2 separate regions of the Mus musculus genome follow, and region 2 is linked to region 1. A link is a contact called in public promoter capture Hi-C data. All regions are on one chromosome and are shown on one strand. The core of a region is the stretch at or near the end of the contact, and the rest is flanking DNA. Distances in the headings are between cores, read along the strand shown.

Region 1 (2,700 bases), core at 187-2,686:
TCTGTGACTTCAGAGTCTCAATCACCACCTCCAGAATAGAAAACGCGCCAAAATGTTTTACAACTCGTTACTCCCTCCTCTCCCCCCTTAACTGTGGACAATTTCCCTGGCAATGGTGAGGGGTTTGACTCCATTTCAAGGGAAAGAAATGCTCAGATTAGAAATCACACCCTCTGTGATTCTCTTTTGGGACTGCTCTGCCAAGCAGACTCCAACTTAATGCTTCTGCGCACCCCTCCCCACCTGTCTGTTAATTCAGCATACACTTGGACAAATATCAGTTTATCTCATAACCCGAAAACCCCAGGAAATGTTTGTGCACACGGCCGAGGTACAAGACAGAAAGAGATCCTTTCCCCACAGTCATTTCTGCAACCAGACCATGCTAAGACACTGGCCATGCAAAGTTAGGAAGCTCAGACTTCACAAGTTATCAGGGAAAATCCTGAACTCCCCCACTGGCGATGCTCGGACTTTTTCCCCTACCTAATCCCCTTCCAGTTTCCCCTACAGATTCTGAACTACCACCACCATCACCTGACTGGGGAGTCACTAGTACCAGCAGCTGGGCGCGCCCTTACACTCAGGAATCTTCAAGCCTGCCTGTCCCCTGTTTTCAGTACTGGGAGCTGGTGCTGCCATATTGAAAAAGAAGGAAAGCGTCAGCTCTGGCCGCAAGCCTCCTGTGTCCCAGGGGACCGAGCTCACTTCCTTTCCCAAGATAGACGAGAGCCCCTGTGCACCTTCAAGTTCCCCGAACAAACGTAAAAGGCTTTTTATTTCATTTTCCAAACCTCGAGGAAGAGGATTTCAAGTCTAGAGCCAACAACAGAGAGAACAGTGTCGGCTGAGCAGCTTCCTCTTGTTTAGCGGCGCCCAGCCCAAACAGTAAATAATGCAAGCATTTCTCCTCTAAAAGCGCGAGCAGGGGGAGGATTCTCCGAGCTGCTTGCGACACTGGGCGCCGGGTAGCGCAAGCGGCTCCCACTTCACTTTAGCCCTACCAGAGTCCTTAAGCCCCAGAAAGTTTTTCGAAAGTGGAAACTCTTACCTGACCCAAAAGGTCATACCCCAGTTCTTCGGCGATGGCAGAGGCAGCTTCTTGCCCTCCGGGGATCTCCGCCGCCCATTCATTAACAAACTGCCTCTTTGCTTTTACACTGTTTAGTGCACACCAAACGCAAAAGAAGGCGAAAGCAGTACACTGCAGAGTCCAACCTCTTTGCTCCATGGCTCAAAACCTTGTTCTCACACAAGTAGGAAGGGCTGGGAGAAAAGAAGCAAGATCAGAGACACACCAGCTAGACTCGACCTTTCCACCCAGCAGCTTAAAACCTCTCCTGGCTCTGGGTTGCTCTACTAGAGCTAGAGGCTCACTGGGAGAGGCTGGGCGGCGAGAGCGAGCGCTCACTAAAGTGCTTCAGTCTCCCGACTGAGTGGAGCCCCAGCCTTACCAACCAGAATAGAAATGAGTGTTTACACGTCAAATCGACGAAAGCCATCTCTTGACGTCAGATCTACCTGGACTGAGAACTGGATGGTATTCCCGGCGGGGTGGAGAAGTGACTAAAATAGGCAGGGAAGGATTAAGAAAAGGAAAAGAAACTGGTGGGATCGGTCAGTTCTGCTGCCTGTTCATAAATACTGTAGCTGTGAGAAACATCTCCATTCTTCAAAGAGAACCGCCTCATTTGAATATAACTACCAAGATCCCAAGGCAGGAAGCACAACAATTACCCCTCACTCCCTACCTCCCACCCCCGCCTTCCATCTATTTTCTCTATCTTACCTTATATCTCCTATGAATGTGCCTGGTGATGATAGAATTCTTATAATGGTTCTTGAGTATCAGCATTTGTTATAAAACAGACACAATCTAGGACTCGTGTTTTGATCTTTCAGAGGCTGGGAGCAGAGGAGCGAAGCTACCTGATGCATTGTTTCAAATCCTGTAAGGAAATAAGCACTTCCTCTACACAGTGTTGAAACAACATTTTTATAGTGCGTTTTAAATCACTCGTAATTCCTCCTCTCTTGCTTCTGACCCCTACTAAAGCAGTTTCTAAAATTCGACCCCAGATCATTTGGAGCCCAGGGCCACCATCATTACAGTGTTTACATTAAAAAGGAGAAAAGGAAGACTGATTGATTAGCAACATGAGTTTTTAACATAGAAACATGTTTTAAATTTTCAACGAGGAGGTTCAGAGCCCCAAAGACTTTCATATCGACTCAGTGAGGGAGGTGGCAAGTTTCATTAACCCAGAACTTTCTATTTTTCCCTCACTGGAGATTTTAACTTTGGCACTGACTTGAAGCTGTGCTGGTACTTTCACATAAAATACAGCAAGAATCTTTGTGGAATACAGATTGCCCTTAGAGGGAGAATAAGAGAACGTCCCTATGCCCACCTTCGAAACAGCAATCATACTGCCTTGATGGACTCTAACTGGAGGGATTGAACAGAGGAGAGCAAACCCCAGCCTTTAATATTCAGCACCGATGTGTGGACAGCGATAATCTCAGTGCCTCTATGAAAGCCTTCTGAGCAGAAAGGGCGCTGCTGCCCTGGCCAGCTCTCAGCAGCTTTCTGTTTGACCTGGGTCTTTCCCTCCTTTGAACAGCAAACTAGGAAGCCTTAGTGGAAGTCTGATGAGGGTCATGATGGTTACTATGTGCATCTTGTTCACCGGGCCTACT
Region 2 (2,700 bases), core at 27-2,526, 1.3 Mb before region 1:
CAAAATGTCTTTGCTCCGTTTCAGCTAGTTAGTAGTCCGTGCCCGCACACATGGGGACACACACACACACACACACACACACACACACACACTCGCTGCCAAGGCAGCCTGAAGCTGGAGGCGTGGCCTGCACACTGCCCGGCGCTGGCCACCTGGCACTCACCTGGCTGCAGTCGCGCTCTATGTCCTTCTGCAGAGCCTGGGGTTCGGCGGGACCCCGGGCCGGTTCTGCGGGGGGTGGCGCCGGTTCCAGCAACTGCTCCAGGCACGCGGTTCCGGGCAGAGAGGAGCTCTTTTGGTGGCACAGGTGCACCCCAGGGCCCCCACGCCGTGTACTCTCATCACGGACGCGGTCCCCCCTCGGGGGCGGTTGGGGAGAAGAGGACAGGGAAGATGAGGCGGAAGACGAAGAAGGAGCTGAGTCCGGAGAGCGTCCGCCAGGAGGCGTCACTCCGCCTGTCCCTGTGGCTGTCGAGGACCCCTTAGCCACGGGCAGCAGATGTTCGCGTAGGCGGCGGCGCAGCGTGGACCCTTGCTCGGCTCTGCCTGCTCCGCCTGGCTCCAGGGGCTCTGGTGAGGAGCAGCACAGGTTGGGCTGTGAGGAGGAGAACACTCGGTCCAGCACTTGCTTCCGCTTCTTGAAGCCGCTCCACCTGCTGCCAGTACTTCCCACACCGGCCAGGGCGTCCTGCGTGGTCCCCGGGGGCGGCGGGGACGGGGTCGGAGTGGCCGCAGTGCGGTGCTCGGGGCCCCCAGCGCGCCCGCCTCCGCCGCCCTTGCCCTTGCCCACCCCCAGCTGCAGGTTCTTCCAGAGCCGGGCCTGGAAGGAGGGGGACGCGGCCCGCACGAGCTCGCCAGTCGTGGCAGCCCGGGGCTCCATCCTCCAACCCAGGCACCTTGTCTCCCCTCCTATTGCCTTTCCTCCTCCCTCTCGGGCTGCGCCTCCTCCGGGAGCGTGGAGGCGGCGGCGGCGGCGGCGGCGGCCAGCGCAGCAGCACAAGCCCGGAGCGTCCAGCGGCTTCAGGCCAGCTCGGAGCAAAACGGCTGCGGCCGAGGCCCTCCCGCCGCGGGGCGCGGCCGTCCTGCAAAGTTTCTAGCAGGGAACTCCGCTGCTCCAGACCACTGAGCGCCCCCAGGCCGCACCCTGACTCCCCTCGGCGCCCGCGGGAGCTCGGAAAGCTGCAAGCGGCCGGCTCGGGCTTCCAGCTGCACTGGGAACCACACCCGCGCCCTCAGGCCAGCACCTGTCAGCAGCAGAGGCGGCCGTCTCCAAACTGGGCGCGCACGCTGCTCACACAACAGGGCGCGTCCTGCTGTAGACGTCGGGGACTAGCAGCCTTGGCTAAAGCACCCAGGACCATCCTCCAGCTCCTAGGTGGGAGGGCAGGCAAGAGCCGGGTGGAGCTGCGTAGGGCTGGGAGCCTGCTTGACCTGAGTCTACAGTCCCACACACGGCTTGCTTTAGGACAGACGGACGAACGGACGAACCCTGCTTGAGCGGACATCGGGGTGGAGTGCACCTCTGCACCCCTGGTGGGTCCCTCAGGGAACCCAGCATACATCGCCGCTGGTCATAAAGCTCTCCAAATGCTGAGGCCAAATAAGTCTGCCTTCAACTGTTTGGGCATCCTGGGCTCAAGAGGGGAGTTTGATTTCTTCTGTTTTGACTTCATCACCATCCACTCTCCATGCTCTTTGTTTGCTTGCGCGGTGACTTTCCTTATAATCAGGAATAGTTCTCAGAACTTGATAATAAAGCTAACCCTTAAAGTAAGTCTCAGGGGCGCTCCGCTTGGACAGAGATGGGAAGATCCTTACTGCTTTTGACCCTATTCAGAGCTCGGTCTTGTTCTTTCCACTCAAGCAGATTTTTCTTCAGTTATTTCTTTCAGTTTGTCGGAAAACTGATTTTTTTTTAAAGTCGTCTAGATTTTGCTTCTCCCCAAATGTATGCATCTAGGATCTTCTGACTCCACTAGGTCTCTTCTAAAAGGCAGGCAACACCATGCCCTTCCCTCCACTGTACCTTCCCTAGACGTTTCAGCACAGTATTGTTTGATTACTTAAAGTAGGCATTCTCTTTCCTTTCTGGCCAGCGACTTGCCCTGAAGCTGTGGTCAATCTGAATTTATTTTTCTTATCCGGCTAACATGTAGTGAGCATCTACTATGTGCCAGGCACTGAGATCAGCACTGGAGAAACAGTTGTGAACATGTAGGGGAATGCTTGAGTTGGGTCCAGGAGAGTAGACAATAAATAGAATTTTTAACAGGGAACAATCCAGGGATAATAAAAGAGTATTATATTTGGGTTGCTATAATATGGAACAGCTCATTAAATTTGAGTTTCAGACAAAACACAATAATTTCTAGTATATGAACAAAGACCAAAAAATTCTAGTTGATGTTTATCCAAAGTCTTATTTTACTAGGTATCTTATACTTTTGCTGAATCTAATAAGCCTGTATTTAGTGTTAAAAACAAAAAGTCTCCCTGAGAATCCAAAGTTTGAGATGATACTATAAAGGGACAAAGAGCCAACAGTTGAAAACTGAATGCAGTGTTTCAGGCAGAAAACCAGAAGTCAAAGCCCTGAAGGAGGAAGCAGCTTAAAGAGGCTTTCCACAGAGAGACAGAGATTGTTCCAAAGAAGGTGAAGAAAGGTGGGCAGGGCTGGTCCATTTGGAAATGCACAGTTCA

The links. Promoter capture Hi-C pulls out the DNA fragments that hold promoters and counts their contacts.
Region 2: a promoter capture Hi-C map of stem cell-derived epiblast-like cells shows a contact between it and region 1, with 5 times the contacts expected there. The contact joins the promoter of Mctp1 here to the promoter of Pcsk1 in region 1. A contact is called at or near these places in 1 of 39 promoter capture datasets (stem cell-derived epiblast-like cells) and 1 of 484 Hi-C or Micro-C datasets (embryonic stem cells).

Annotation. Positions count from the first base shown.
Region 1 is chr13:75,088,593-75,091,292 of GRCm38.p6, reverse strand. It overlaps Pcsk1 (proprotein convertase subtilisin/kexin type 1), which reads right to left and starts at 1,436. Exons shown (of 14, transcript NM_013628.3): 1 at 1,052-1,436. The coding sequence starts at 1,231.
Region 2 is chr13:76,382,715-76,385,414 of GRCm38.p6, reverse strand. Mctp1 (multiple C2 domains, transmembrane 1) reads right to left here and starts at 1,276. Exons shown (of 21, transcript NM_030174.3): 1 at 164-1,276. The coding sequence starts at 880.